Linked DNA regions of Zea mays: region 2 is linked to region 1. Evidence: chromatin contacts called from public Hi-C data. All regions are on one chromosome and are shown on one strand. Each heading gives the region's core, a stretch centred on a gene start, on an enhancer-like site or on the middle of the called end of the contact. The rest is flanking DNA. Distances are from core to core; before and after follow the strand shown. Region 1 holds the start of LOC103634790. Region 2 holds the start of LOC542729 (wound induced protein 1).

What was found. A called contact is a pair of places that touch in the nucleus more often than the background predicts.
Region 2: a Hi-C map of ear shows a contact between it and region 1, with 4 times the contacts expected there. The contact joins the promoter of LOC542729 here to the promoter of LOC103634790 in region 1. A contact is called at or near these places in 7 of 25 Hi-C or Micro-C datasets (bundle sheath, ear, endosperm and 3 more).

What each region holds. Positions count from the first base shown.
Region 1 is chr8:12,351,603-12,359,522 of Zm-B73-REFERENCE-NAM-5.0, reverse strand. LOC103634790 reads right to left here and starts at 3,121. Exons shown (of 1, transcript XM_008657382.4): 1 at 1,927-3,121. The coding sequence starts at 2,778. The coding sequence ends at 2,215.
Region 2 is chr8:12,717,757-12,725,676 of Zm-B73-REFERENCE-NAM-5.0, reverse strand. LOC542729 (wound induced protein 1) reads left to right here and starts at 4,185. Exons shown (of 2, transcript NM_001154892.2): 1 at 4,185-4,328; 2 at 4,419-4,815. The coding sequence starts at 4,241. The coding sequence ends at 4,639.

The DNA.
Region 1 (7,920 bases), core at 1,872-4,371:
GAATCGAATAGATGATCTGGGCGTGATCGGCCACAGCGGCAGGCACGGCACAATCAACGCCAAGGGAGCCGGGAGAAACAGCAGGTCAGTTGAGGATGGATGTATGTATCATGCGTTCCAGCGGGATGGTTGGTGCCGGGAGGAGGGGCCGGGGCCAGGGCCTGGGCGAGCCGTGCCAGCGCCTACCGCCCGTTGTGATCGGCCGTGCACGCGGCGGCAACCTCGCTTGGCCCGCCAAGCGGACCACACATGCGCCAGCGCCGGCCGGCCGGTTCGGTGCTGTGGTGTGTGCTGGACTGGACTGGACTGGACTGGATCCGTTTCGTCTCGGCAAGGGGAAAAAGAGAGAGAGAGAGAGAAGTCGACGGCATGCCCCATGCAGGCCCCGGCTCCAGTCGTTCGTTCGGTGGCGCGCGGCGTGCCTACCTTCCGTACGGGCTCGGAGTGCCTCCACGCCGGCGCGCGGCATGGCATGTGCCTTTGCCTGGTTTCTTTCGTCGTCGGTTGGTGCCGATGCTTCCTTCCTTCGTTTCGTGTAACGGGCAAGAAACCCCCCCCCCCCCCCCCGCGCGTCTTGCGGGTGGAGGAACTCCTGGCGTCTTTGCAAACGCGAATATAAATATAAATGCATGATGACGTCACGACATCATAAAAAGTTACCATACACGTCTTTATAGGAAGACGACGAAGAAGCCACGTCTTTATAGACGTGTTTGGTGGGGGGCACAAGGATGAAATCCAAGTACGCTCTTCGTATTCGTAGGAGATCATTTGTTTTGGTCCATTCGTTTTTCTAGACCTTATCTATGTACAAGCCTTTGTTAATGCGGCTATCATACCTTTTTTTTCCAATTTGAACATAGTTTTTTCTAGGTTTTAGTACGGCCTGTTTGGTGGGAGACCCACGAGAGTATGGTTGTAATCCAGATTAAATTAGAGGAACAAAATCGTTCTATTCTTTGTTTAGATCCACGGCAAAGCAAGAGGAAGAAGTGGAACAGTGACATTCTATCAATTTTTTGGAGCGAGCTGGAGGGCTCGAGCTGAGAATATTCCCGATCTAGAGTTGCTTCCCTCGGTCCGCTCGTCCATCAAACACGAAATAGAACGACTTTATTCCACCTCACTTCTTATCTAAACGGATTCTTAAATTTATAATGCACGTAAAACAAGTAGAGAAGAGATAAGAGGTAATTAGAGATAAAGATGTATTGGTAAAATGAAAAGATATATTGGCAGCACAAGATAAAGGTGCATTGACAGAGAGAGACATAATACCAACTATTCTGGGACTGGATTTAGATCCTACGATATTTTATTTTTTTTTTCAGATGAAGACATCAATTGGTTCGGGACACAGAGAATAAATAATTATTTTTGAGGGGCCAACTATTTTGAGACTAAATTTGAGTCATTCAACGTTTGATAGGAAAGCGTCATCTATTTTAGCATAGTAGAGAACAAACAGTAGCTTCAGGACAGGTTAATTATTATGAGACAAAGGAGCTAATTATTTTAGAAAAGAGAGTGACAGGCTATTTTAGGACATAGGTTAATTATTTTGAGAGGAAGGCGTCAAGGATAGAGAATAAGCAGTTATTTTAGGAGAGAGAGAGAGAGTAAACAGTTTCCTGTTCCTGGTCAACCGTACTTGCGTGCTATCGACCGTCGGATTCTTCCAACTTTGGAGTGGTGGAACCGTCCAAGCATTTCCATCCTTTTTTCACGGTCCATAATTCATCAAGATATTCTTTTTTTGAGCAGTCACAGTCACGTCACTGGGTCAGCGTCCTTCCGTCGGCCACATGTGTCACTGTCATCGCCCATCTCCATCCACGCAACCATCGTTGCATTATTATCTGTCTTTCTGGCTTTACTGTTTATCATTTTATTAATATAATTAATAATTAATATAATAACGTTATATACTTGCTTGCTTATTTGCTTTTTCTACCGAAGCGAGAAATAAATTCCAGGGACAAAAAAAGAAGGAAGAATCCATCTCCAGATTTTTTTTTTGATCTTCTTCTCCCCTTGCTCTGAACCTTCCTCCCAAGTTTTTTCCACGCCCCCTGTTTTTTCACCCTTCTAAAAACTTTACATCCAGGTCAAAAAAATGGGTGCCCGCTCGCTAAGGTTAGCCAACAAAGGTAAAAATAAAAAAAAGGAAGGCTAATCGACTGGCTGCGGCTGCCTGGGCCCTGGGGATGGCCATCAGACGGCGGGCATGGTCTCGTGGCGCAGGGCCGCGAGATCCGACGGGCCACACGCGTCGTCGCCGCCGAACGCGAAGAGGCCGGCGCCGAAGCCGTCGTCGTCCCACGCGGCGGCGGCGGCGGAGGCAGCGGCCGCGGCCGCGGCCTCCGGCGAGTAGCCGCCGAAGCCGCCTCCGTCCACGATCTCGTCCTCGAAGCCCCAGATCTGGCCGTCGAGCGCGGGCGGGAACGGCGCCCCCGCGCGCCCGGCCTCCTCCTCCTCCGAAGAGGAGGCGGGCGGCAGCCCCAGCTCGTCGTCCGAGGCCTCGAGCAGGAAGCCCAGCTCCGGCGCCGGCGCCGGCGCCTCCGCGGCCTCGTCGAAGCTGGCTATCTCCTCCTCCAGGCTCCGCATGACCGACGCTAGGTCGCCGGCCGCGGCCGCGTCGGTGTCGTCCTCCAGCATGTCGAGCAGGTCCTGCGGCCGCAGCCTCTTGGCGTCGGCCTGCGGCGAGCCCTCCTCTCCGCAGCCGCCGGCGACGAGGTCGCCCGCCTCCCGCGCCCGCTTGTGAGAAGAGTTCTCCATGGAACGAGCTCAGAGGAAAGGGGGATGACTTGATTTTTTCTCTCTCTCTCTCTGTCTCTCTCTATTTCCTTGCTCCTCCCTCTCGCTGCGTTCGCGTACGCCGAGCAAGGCAAGGCACAAGCCAGCCAGGCGAGCGAGCGTGACGAAGGCGATAACGCGAGGGCAGAGACGCAAGAGTACAAAAGGCGAGGTGTTTTGCGCAGCGACGCCGAGTTGGGGGGGCCGGCTTATATAGCCCTGCCCGTGGTGGGTGGCTCTGCGGACGACGTTTCTCGCAGGGGGTTTGCCGCAAAAATCGCTCGCGCGGTTTGGTTTGGTCTGGTCTGGTGCGGTGGTGGCGGTGCAGCCAGGGAGTAGTACTACTGCTTGTTAGCTTATCTTTTGCTAGCTTTTTCTTTATTTGGTTGCCGGTTGGGGGCTGCGCGCGCCGCGACGAACGGACACGGACACGGACACGGACGGACGGGGACTGTGATGGGTGCGCGCGCGCCTGGCTGAGGCACCGCACGCCATCTGGAAGGCGGAAGGCCCGGCCGGGTCGCGTGGCCGTGGCCGTGGCCGCCCGCGCCTGCCTATTTTGTTTTGTCCACGCCCTCCCTAGACTGGAATACTGGATGGGTGGTGGATTGGGGCGTTTGAACGGCGACGGCCACCTCCGATATTTCTGTCACGGTTTTTCTTTTCTGACCTTTGAAAAGCCATCCATCCGTCTGTCTGGCTGACTGGCTGGCTGTATTGGTTAGCGGTGGGGGGGGGGGGGGGGGGGGGGGGGGTCTTTAGCTCGGGCGGGTCTCTTTTTAGCTTGGAAGATGAGGTGGAGCCAGCTATATTTTTAAAGGCGTATTATTCCCGTCTGAAAAAGATTTCGAGGACGTGCTTGCATGGTGCGGTCAGCAATAACCCGGTCAAAAATCCGTTCAGAGACAGGTAGGTTCTGAACCTCACAGATTTTCTGCTGTTGTGTGTTTTATGAACTTCACACACTGTATAATATATATGGTCGGTAATAAAATTTATAAACTGAGAAACTATATACTCCCTCTGTATTTATATAAGGTGTAATCATAAGCACCTCTAATTTAAAGGCCAAGAGATATATTTAATTCTCTCTCTAGTGCTATTGTTACATGCATGTTAAAAGGGAGCACGTCTTTTATAATACGACTAAAATAAAAAGTAGTTACAATTCATATACCGGAAATAGAGGGACTAGATAAGAGGAAAAGTATTATCAGTTCTTCTTCTGTAAATCCTGCATTTCGAAGGGTTGTGTCCATCCGTGTGTCTTAAGATTCGACGCGCCGTACGCATATGACCGCAGGACCACCGGGAGCCAAAAGCCAACCCAACCCGATCCAAATGTACGGTGCACCCAACCACCTAGGCTAGGCTAGGCCACGCTCCGAAGCCAGGCAGCACCAAGCATGTGACCCACCCACCCACCCTTCCCCCTGCGAAACCCAGCTCTCCCAGGGTCCGCGGCGCAAAACGGTGGGTGGACTAAAAACCGACCCGCCCAGGGGCACTTTTCCGAATACAATTAACCGCGAGAGGCAGCGCGGGATAACGAATCGTGGCGGGGGTCTATGCGCAAAAGGCGTGGGGGGCGTCGAGATCGGGACTCTGGGGCCATCCGGCACGAGCGTGTCGCTTTTTTTTTCCCGTCCCCCGGTTTTTCTGGTTTGAATTCGATTCTCGGGTCCGCTATCTGCTGCGGTTCAAGTCCGGCGCCCTGCACGACTCGCGTCCGCGAGCGGAGCCCAGAGCCGACAGCGATTCTGCTTTGCTCGGCTTGAGCCTTGAGGTGCCCAACGGTCAGCACAGCAGCTAGCCTTCGCGTCTGGTCTGGGTGGGTTAGCCGTAGCCCGTAGCCCCGCTCTCGTTGTACTATAGCTTTTGTTTGGCCCTGGTCCACGTTTAGCTAGCGGTAGGCCGACGTGCGGTTAGGTTCCCATACATATACCGCCATCAACCACGTGACCCCCGGCCTACCACACCACCAACCGCGGCTCGTCAGCCGTCGCCACCCTGCCCCAGCTAGCTCATTGAGCCGCTTCGGGGGGCTGCCTCCTCGGGTTGCGCGCGAGCGCCAGCCGCGAGCCAGACGTGCCTGCCAGCCGGCGAGTGCAGCGGGCACCAGGGCTCCGGGCAGAACACAACACAACACGTCGGCGCGTGCCCCCCCCCCCCCCCCCCCCCCCCCCCCCCGTGCGGCTGCTGGCTTGTGGCCCCACGTCCGTTTCATCCTCGCGTCGCGTACCAGTCCGGCCCCGCACCGCCCCAGGCTGACGATGTTGTGGAGCCCACCAACGGGCTAGGCGAGAGCGGTGGGCTTACCCGCTGTACGTGTACTCACTGAGACTGGACCCGGTTTTTGCAGGAGATGTTTCCGTTCTACCCCCGCCAGATCCGCCGCCGCGAGACGACGAGCCCGGGTTTGCCGCGCTTCGTCGGCATCGCTTCATCCGAAATCCGCTGTTGCTCGTACGTGTCACCTAATGTCTATACGTCCATAAGACGACGACAGCACTCTGCGCTCTCTTCAAGCTCGCTCTAACTTGACCACCGTAGTTCGATCGCACGCACTAAAGAGGAACTATAACTTGACCACTCGTCCATTTTATGAATTTAAACCAGAAAGGTTGTAATTATGAAATCTTTCGAAAAAAAAGTCAAAAAGAAGGGGAAAAAAGACGGTTTATTGCGCGGCTGCTCGTGTCTGGTGGTGCTCAAGTGCTGTTTCACTCAGGTCGTGGCCGTGGAGGAGTGCAGTTGCAGAGACCGGGCGAGGTCCACGTGAACCGGGCGCAGGGACCGGACGGTGTCGCCGAGTGCCCGAGTCGCACTTATCATGGGCGCCGGACGATTCGTAGTTTCGTACTACGCGCCAGGGAAACGGCTGTAGTAAGTAGATGGGAGGAGGGGCAGTACTGGCATTTCAGTATCGCTGCCGTAGTGGCCTGTGGCCCCGGCCCCGCATGGAATCGCGTGACAGCATCGGCTTCTGTCCATACTAGAGTACTCCTGCGTAGGAAACAAGGACAGGAGGGTATTTCTCCTGGGCCGTGGCCCGGATCTGTCACGTGGGTCTGCTGGACGCGGGCTCCACGTACCAGCGAGTGGAGCAGGGTGTTTCTTTGGTGAATGACGTTCGAGCTGTGGCTGGGTACCGACGAATGAATGGAGTCGCAGGCGGCAAGGACGTCGTGCACGTCCACGTCACCCCAGGGTGGACGCCGATCGAGGCGAGACGGGTGTTACAAAATATTTGTACATGTGATCTAATCCATCCATGGACAATTATTCCCAAGGGACACACCCCTTGGGAACACTTGTATATATACTACCCTGCATGCAATAAAGAATCTATCCCTGTCATTTGTCTCATTCCCTCTTGTCTCTCCACTGATTTACCACTGAGCACTGCAAGAGATTGCAACACGTTATCAGCACTGTCTCAAGGAGAAATCAGAGAAGGGGGAAGTGGAAGAACACGCTGTTCTTGACAAGAACAGCAAAATCGATCTGCACATCAACAGCAAGGTATGGAGCATACCGTTTCCATGCGCATACGCCGTGTGCGCGAAGTTCTTCATATTGTTGATGATGCGATGTTGGAAGCATTCACCGTTGGGCAAGCCGCAGCGCCTTCACCGGTGCACGTGATCCCTGAACGTCGTGTGCAAGTGCAAAATGTGCACTACTGCGTTCTCCATGGATGGACAGCGGTGGTTCCGCTGCCAGTGGTGGAGTGTGGACTCCCCACTGCATCCCCGTCGCCACCGGCGCCGGTGTTTGACGCGGGATCGTCCGCATCGGCCCCCATGGATGTCGATTTGGTGGCACCACCACCGCCTCCGCCCACTGCAGAGGCAGTTACTCGCCGTTCTTCATCTCCACCGGCGCCCGTGGTTGTCGGGACCATCGCTGCCCGTCGTGGGCAGCCTGCTCGCGCTGTTGATGCCCCGAGAGGCCGCATCATCTTCACCGGCCATCACCCAAGTGGGGTGGCCTCATCTTCCTCCTCCAATCGGAGGGCCTAATGGCCCTCGATCCGGCCGCCGCGTCGGCCGTTTGGGGGGGATGGGGAGCGGCGCGGCATGCCTCGGTGCGTGCGCCATCTGCGAGGCACGACCGGCGTGGACGCTCGGCGCGGGCCCCACGAGGGCGCTCAGGCGGTCTCCTCGCGAGGCGAGCGCGAGGGAGCACGACCCAGCGAGGGCGCTCAGCGCGGCAACCGAGGGCCGAGCCACCAGCGGCACTCGGCGCGGCCCACCGGCGGCGCTCGACGGGCTCCCGCGGCGCGCTTGGCGAGGGACCAGTGGGCGCGGCGTGGCCCCTCGCGTGGCCGGCGGCTGCGCGCTGGAGGCACAAGCCTCGGCGCGACCGAGCCCCCGTGGTGGCGCTCGGCGCGGCAAGCCCCGGGCACGGACGCTGGCGGCGCTCGGCGCGTCTCCCAGACCGGGCCCCGAGCGGCGGCTGGAGCTGGCCGCTCCCTTCTGGCGCCAAGGGCGGCGGCTGGATCCAAGGCGCGCACGGCCCAAGGATCGGCGAGGCGCGCAGGCCAAGCGACGTTTTTCTGGCAGATCCTGGCGGCGGCCAGGAAAGCCCTGGTGGCTAGCGGCGGCTGGCTGGGGCGGTTAGGGTTTGGCAAACCCTAACCGCTCCCATTTATAATGGGCTTTGTTGCCTCTGTTGGGCCGCCTGGGCAGGCCAGCTGGGCTGGGCTGGCGTGCAGGCCTCTGGCCGCTGCCTGGCCCGCCTGGCAGGCCGCCTGGGCTGGTTTTCAGGGGCAAAAATGGCCTATTTTACCATTTTAAATTCTGAATTTCAGTATAAGACTCTGTTTTATATGCATTTTCAGTTCAAATTATCTTAGGCGTCTAAATTCGTGATTTAGACTGCATATATTGTAAAGACATATCTGTTTTATTGTAAATATAGCAGATTTTAGTTCGTGAATTATTGTTTGTTTTACATTAATAATTCACATATCTCTACTTGCTATTATTTACGCATTCATTTATGTTTGCATATAAATATAGCATTTATCAAGTTCAGACTTAATAAAACTCATGCAAAAATGAAATTACATTATTTTGGATTAAGAGCATAGGGAGATAGAGTCCCAAGCATTGGCTG
Region 2 (7,920 bases), core at 2,936-5,435, 370 kb before region 1:
AGGTATGGCGTAGGCTATACTTCGCCATAACGGCCGCTCCGTCCCTGATTGCCAATTCAGAATGCTAGCAACTTAGCAAGGTGGTGGATGTACCGGCCTAGCTACTGGGCAAGCAATATCAGCCAGAGCCACCTGAATTTTTATACTACACCAGCAGCCAGTACCAGTAGTGAGACGACATTCCTTTCTGGCTGCACAATGTTGCTGCTGGCATCGGTGCAAGGCCAAATCATTCTGCATTGCGGCGCACAACTATTCGTACTTTCTATTTATATTTAAATATATCTCCTGCTCAACTATTCTTCTCTCTGTTTTACCTCCTCTCCATAGTCAGATAGTCTTGTGTGGAATTATATTACCATCAATTGTCCCCTTCTCCGTTATTCGCTTTTTCTGTTATGCTTCGTTTGTTTCATTGGAATTGAATTCTATTTTAATAATTATAATTTAGACAAAACTAATTAATTTCGTATATTTATATATGTAATATATTTGTATATTATCCTAAATAATATGAGAGAGATAGTTATATACTATATTTATATTATAGCGAAGCAAGTAGATGAGTGTGCTATAAGTTGTACATCGAAAAAATAACATGTAAATCTATAGAATCAATTTCAATCTCTCACCCCATGAATTTAAGATAGTCTTATATGATAATTTTGTAAAGTGGTGGAATGTCACATTCTAAAAAAATAGTCTATTTTATTAGTAAGATTCTAGTTTCTCAAAATGAAAGTAAATAAACGGAACGAGCGAATTGCCTATGCTCTCATTTCTACTAAAATACAGAACATAAGGTAAGTCACATATGTACTTTTTGGCCCATATCGAGGCCCGTCCGTGAGGAGGCCGACTGGTTAGCGCTCGGCCCGTTACCGAATTGGGGAATGCGGCCTGCTAGCCGCCCAGGTGTCAGCACAGCGAGCGCTAAAAATCTCAAGACGACAGTGAAACTCGTCACCAACCACTGAACTGTTCATGCAACGTCGCGACGTCAAAACCGCTGGCGTTTTTTTCCTCTCCCCCTGATCGTCACCTTGTATAGCCGCCTCCAGGTACACAAGGTGCCCAAAATGAATATAGCTACTGCTGGATCGTGCATTCGTACACGCAGCAGTGTGAAACGCTTCGTCTTTCATAGCAGAAACAAAGAGTCAGGTTACAAGCAGCCGGCGAGAGGAGGACTGGAGGAGAGAACGACACGGCCGCTATTGGGCGACAGCAGCGTCGCCGCGGCGTGTGTCATGCCTATCCATCCCCATGTTCCTTGTCCCCGCCGTGCTGTCACGCATTTGGTACCACCGTTCTCATCAGCTTCAGCTTCCTCATGGTACACGTTTGGTTGCGATGTGTTGTCCGCGGTGAATAATAAGGCCAATGCCCACCCTAAAAGTATAGAGTATTTATGGTGTAAGGTTGTTCGCAGTCACGTACCTTATATATGTACTATTCTATGGAGTTGAAGTCAAGCATTTACTGTAAAAAAAGCGTTGCAGCGAAAAACGCTACCGGCTACTATAAAACAGGGACGAGCAAGAAAAAAGTTATTTATAGAGTGCAGACCGGAGGTGAAGCCAGAATCTAAAATTAGGGGGACCAAATTAGATTAGAAGGGATTGTTAGAAATATATTTTTTATACTATTTACATAAGAATTAGCTAAAAAAACTAACATGTCCTATAGAATTAGGGTAGCATTGGTCCCCCATGTGCCTCCTGTCAGAATTTGCTATTTTGTCACTCTCATTTGTGGACTTCTCTATTTTACCACCAGTCCCATAAATCAGAGACACAAATGATCCCACAAGTCACAGACAGAGGGTCATATAATAGCAGAGAGCTCACGTTAGAAGGACCAAAATAGCAATTTTTCCCCCTGGTGCGGACCCCCTCCATATATCTTTGTGTCGGCTTTTGCTTCCACACGTCAGCACCATGCGACAACATATGCAAACAAAGGAGGAGGTAGTTGTGTGGGGATGGAAGAGAATTGGCAAAAAATAATATAGGGTAGTCCGTATAAAGTTGAGATATTGAGTAAATATGAATGGAGATGATTGTAGTATAGAGTAAAGAATTTTGCTGATAATGATGAAATATTTTTTTAGAGCAAAAATTTAAAGTTGTATGAGTGAGAACAGCCTAAAGCAGCAGCCATCTACCTTAAATCTCATCCTATGGTAGGGTGAAGGTTCTCTCACCCTAAGGTAGTGTTTGGTTGGAGAGCCAAGTAGAACGGAGCCGTTCTGTTCCAGTTTTGTTGCTGTTTGGTTACAAAGGAACTAGAATGAAATGACTCCAATTAGAGAATATTCTTCTCAGATCTGGAACCATTCCGCTCCAAAAAATCAACCGGACAGAGCCGCTCCGTTCCCATCCCGCTCTCACAGTCACGCTCCGTTCCGTTCACTCTGCAACCAAACAAAAAATAGAGCCGCTCCGTTCTAGAATACCAAACGCAGAACAGAGCGGCTCCGTTCCTAGAATCAGGGATGGAACGGCTCCGTTCTACTTGACTCCTCAACCAAACACTACCTTACATAGTGGTTGGTATAGGGTAGTCATTTGCGGTAAAGTCAAACTTTTTTAGCTTCTATTTTATCACACTATGCCTATGGTAAAGTCAAACTTCCCCTAGCCGAGCTGCGGGCGTCCATTTGCATCTCATCGCCCAAACTCGCTTCTTGCAGCCAACCAAACGTACTATAACTGCATATGGTAGGCATGTCTGGCGTAAAGACATATTTGTTTTGGATTATAATCTCTTCAGATTATATAATCTAGCGTAAATAATTCAGCAGATAAACAAACATCTAGATTATGAGTCCAGATTATATATATAATCTAAAGCACAGATTATGATAATCTCATAATCTCCTCAAGAGTAACTTATTGGAGATTATTTTTAGCAAAAGACCAACTACCCATGGTTATGTAAATAGAAATTATAGTATATTACATTCTTCTTTCCTCACCTAATACACAATCAGATTCTCCACTGTGCCTCTCGCTGTCAATCTCTTTTACCACCGCTAGCCGTTCATCGCGTCGCCGTCTCTTACTGTTTCTAGTGATAGAATGTCATAATTGTACCAAATATCAATTAAACAAACAAGGATTGTCTTACGAATAATCTATATTTGTATAATCTAGGCTACCGCAAACAGATACATGTAGATTATAATCTATCCAGATTATAATTTGGACTATATAATCTATATTATAACCTAGATTGTATAATCTATAAGCTGAAAACATCCAACCAGTCACACCCTAACTACACTTAAGTGAACCCTACTAATCATTTTTTACTAAAATGATGATTTTTTGTCACAGGTAAAAAAAGATACTCCGTCATTTTTCCTTTTTTAGAAAAAAGAGGGGGAACAGATTGAAGAAACTACCAGATATATAAATTGAGAAAGTAAAAGTTACTCCCTCCGTTTCTTTTTAGTTGTCGCTGGATAATTTAATTTTGCACTATCCAGTGACAACTAAAACGAAACGGAGGGAGTAGATCATAATGGGGCAATTACACCCAACAATAATAAAGTTACACGACAACATGGCAATTCAAGTACTACTACTAAGTACTAACAATAGAAAATGAAAAAAAAAACTGTTTATTGGTGGTTGTTTCAGGGAAAGCTAATAACTAAGAGTTAAGGACACGCCACTCTTCACAAGTCGGTTGTTTTAAATATGTCCAACAATATACAAGGCACTGCCTGATTAGATCGAGAGGGGAAGATTATTACTATACACTGTACATCACACTATATTCCATTGTTTTACCTCATTGTGAATCGCACGCATGAAATGGTGAATAAGGCTAGGATCAATCAACCGATGCTTCTACCAGCTGCGCGTCAAGCCACAAAACTGTGCTGATCGGATAACACGTCGTCGTCACTTCCGTCCATTTTGGACCAAATACATACGCTGATGAGGATGATCGGAAATGATCACGAGGAAGAGATGGTTCGTTATGCCATACGACTCGCCGCCATGAGTCAAAGTTCCGCCTAACAAAATGTATGAGCTGGAAGCGTCTATCCATCCATCGCCCCCCAAAGAAATGCCATTGCAGGAGGACTACACGGCGGCAGGCAATGCCATGCATGTTCAGATCTCGGCGCCGCCTATAAGTAGCTTCCTCCAGTGCACTGCTGTTGGCGCAACGAAGCTTGCTTCTACGAGAGGATATAGAGAGGAAGAACAGCTCGTCCGAGACCATGAAGAGCAGCCCACACCTGGTGCTGATCCTGTGCCTCCAGGCCGCTCTGGTCATGGGCGTCTTCGCCGCTTTGGCTAAAGAAAATGGTACGCTTCTTCTCGATCGACGGCTCGACGCTCTGATTTGTCTCGGTAGTTTGGTACTGACTGAACTGATGCGTGCGTCCGTGCGTGCAGCCCTGGTTGAGAGCAAGGCCATCGACATCAACCCGGGGCAGCTCAAGTGCTGCACCAACTGCAACTTCTCCTTCTCGGGGCTCTACACCTGCGACGACGTCAAAAAGGACTGCGACCCCGTCTGCAAGAAGTGCGTCGTCGCCGTGCACGCCTCCTACTCGGGCAACAACAAGTTCAGGTGCACCGACACCTTCCTCGGCATGTGCGGCCCCAAGTGCTAGCTAGAGAGGAAGAACGCGCGCTGCTGCTAGCTGCTATAGCTTCGTTCTTCCGCCGCCGGCCGGCCGCCGGCCGGTGCATGGTTCACGTACTGTGTGTTGTGCTACTACGTACTGGCTTCTTGTGTGTTCGGTTCTTGTTGTTCTCTCGACAGTGCACCTTGCGCGCCAACAATAAACCGTTGTTTGCCATGAATAAATAGTGCTATGAAGCACTACCGAAATCAATAGCTTCGCCGAGTGCCGGAAGCACTCGGCGAAGCCCTAAAAACACTCGGCAAAGGCTTTGCCGAGTGTAACACTCGGCAAAGAAGGCTCGGCAAACAGTGCATCGGCAAAGACTTCTTTGCCGAGTACTTTTTCTCGGGCACTCGGCGAAGATCTTTGCCGAGTGTCAGGGAGCACTCGGCAAAGAAAAGCGACCGTTACGGCGCCGGTTGACGGAGACGGCGGCTTTGCCGAGTGTCACCGTTGACACTCGGCAACGAAGATATCTTTGCCGAGTGTCCTCCTGGCAGCACTCGGCAAAGAGCCCGCCAGGGAGGGTCCCCATGTCAGGCTCTTTGCCGAGTGTCCCAATTGGCACTCGGCAAAGAAGACCTCTTTGCCGAGTGCCAGCGACATAACACTCGGCAAAGAACCTAAGCCGGTGCCCAGGTCTGTGCTCTTTGCCGAGTGTTATGACCCAGACACTCGGCAAAGAGCCTCTTTGCCGAGTGTTACACTCGGCAAAGTGACCAGTATGTACCTTTTTTATTTGTTTTTTGTTTTCCATCCACACAAACAGAAGATATCACATATATACATCACAGATATCATCACAGACATAAATAGCCAACACAAACATAAAACCGTGACCACAAACATAAATATCCATCACAAACATAAGTGTTCAACACAAGTATTAAACACAAACATAAGTCTCAAACGTCGCAAGCTCTCACATAAGTATCAAACAGAAACATAAGTATTATACATAAGTTCTGAAGTCTAAAACAATGACTCATGGAGGTGGGCGGTTTGGCCGGGGTTGCGTTGGGCTGAACCCTTCCGGAGGGTTGTTGGATGCCGCCCCAGATTGCCCCTGCACAGAGAAGAGATAGCATGTGTTATACCAGATGCATTACAAACATCTAACTACAATTTTGATACTCACAGGAGTGTGGAAGAGAGTAGGGTCAACTGGGGGGAACAATGGAGGTGGCGGAGCGATGCCCTGTGCGGCGCCAAGGCTCTGCATGTACTGGAACATCTCCGCCATCCTCTGATCAGCCGCCGCCCGCTCCGCCATTATCCTCGCCTCCATCTCTTCTAGTTGGGTCTGTAATATTACAAGCCAACGTTATAGTAACTCAAAGACTAGATATATAACTAAAGGAAGGACGAGTTATAGAAGTACTAACCTCGAGTTGCTGTATGCGATGATGTGAGCTGTCGTGCCGAGGTCGAATGGCTGGGCTCGAGCCCGTGCTCCTTGCTCTCACCTGAGACAGAGTGGGAGTGGAGGACGAGTCGATTGCCCCGTCGGCAATCCAGTACCGCCCATGTCTCTTGCCTCCTCCGACCCTCATGAGCACATCGGGGTCGATAGGCTCGGTGCTCGGATCATAGTCTGGGCCATGGACCTCCTGCGCCATGGCGGTGTAGTCATGGAGGCGGCTGTAGACGGCGGGGTTGGTGTAGGCCTCGGGCCCGTCATTCGGGTTGTAGGTGACGTCGGACGTCGCCTTACCCTTATGGGCCATAGCATAGGCCGAGAAGGTGGAACAAGGCCTGCCACCATGTGACGCCGACTGCAACGAAAACCAACGAGATAGTTAGAAATAATATCTAACTTAGTGCTATATATCTAAATAAAAAAGGTGGCGTACCCATGCTTCGGCATATTGGCCCAGGCTCCGGCTGCCTTGGTGGTGCGAGGGGCCTTGCATCTGCAAACGCCGTTCCCGGCTAGCTGTGTGCGCCTCGTCCCACTCAGCCGAACACCACCTATCCACCATCTGCTCCCAGCAGAGAGGATGTGCGGCGCACCAATGTGGAATCACCTGCAAAGTAAACACATAAAGTGCATATCAGAAGATAAAATAAAATTCATGCATGGAGTACTGGTACCAAACATGCATGACTTTACCTGCAGGTACTGCTCCCTGGTCAACGACATGGTTCGGGCTTGAGGTTTGGTCACCTTCTCCCCAAGGACGGAGCCGTGGTAGGTGATGATGGCCTGGATGCGGGCCTCATAGTGCATGTCCACGACGAGCGTCTTACAGCACGTGGTGGCCACCACATCCGCCCTAGCCTCGTATCCAGCATCGCATCTGAAGAAATCCTGCATACAAAAACGATGTATCCATACATTATTTCAAGAATTTGCAACGAATGCGACATATTTTATATTATACTAAGACTTACCCACAGCTCTTGCTTCACCCGCTCCGCCTTGTTATTGAATTCCCTGCCGTCCCGGTCTACTGCATCGGGGGCGACGGCGTAGTGGTCGAAGGTGAAGGCTGGGCCCGTCACTCCGGCGTACTCCACAAGTCCAGGGAAGTGTTCCCTGCACAGCAGTCCGAGGATGTTGTTGGGGGGGCGACGATGACCCCCAGCATAATCCAAAACTGTCAAAGACATGTCCAAGTGATAAATAAAAAGTATTAGTTTATATTATGATTTTGAACACATAATATGAACAAGAATGAAGAACATAAAGTTACATACCTCTTCCCTTCCGGCCGAATCAACGGCCGTCTGTCCCGAAGTATGGGACGCGGCGGGAGACTCGCGGGGCCTCGCAGGTAGATGCTCCTCGAACTAGAGCCGCCTGAACCTGAGGCGTCCTGCTGCTGGTCGTCGTCGTCCTGCTGCTGGTCGTCGTCGTCCTGAGGCGCCGCCTGCTGCTGCACTGCCTGCTCTGCCTCGTGCTGCTGCGCTGCCTGCTCTGCATCGTCCGCCGTCCTACTCCTCCTCCCCCTCCTCCTCCTCAGGAAACCGCCCACCATATTTGTCCAACAACCTGCAATTAAGAGTAAACAAATAAGCACATATAAAAAGATGCATTTAAAAACAGGTGCGAAATAAAAAGTCATATAGCATTAATCTTCATATGTGTCGGGGTTAGCCGGATCAAAACTCTCATCATCACTATCAAGCATTTCAATCTCAACAGCATCGGAAGACGCAACCTCATCATTGCCTTCAAGGATTACTAAGTCATTATCATTTTGCACCTCATCATCCTCCTCATCAACAACCATTTCAATATCTACGTCCATTCCGATAGCTTC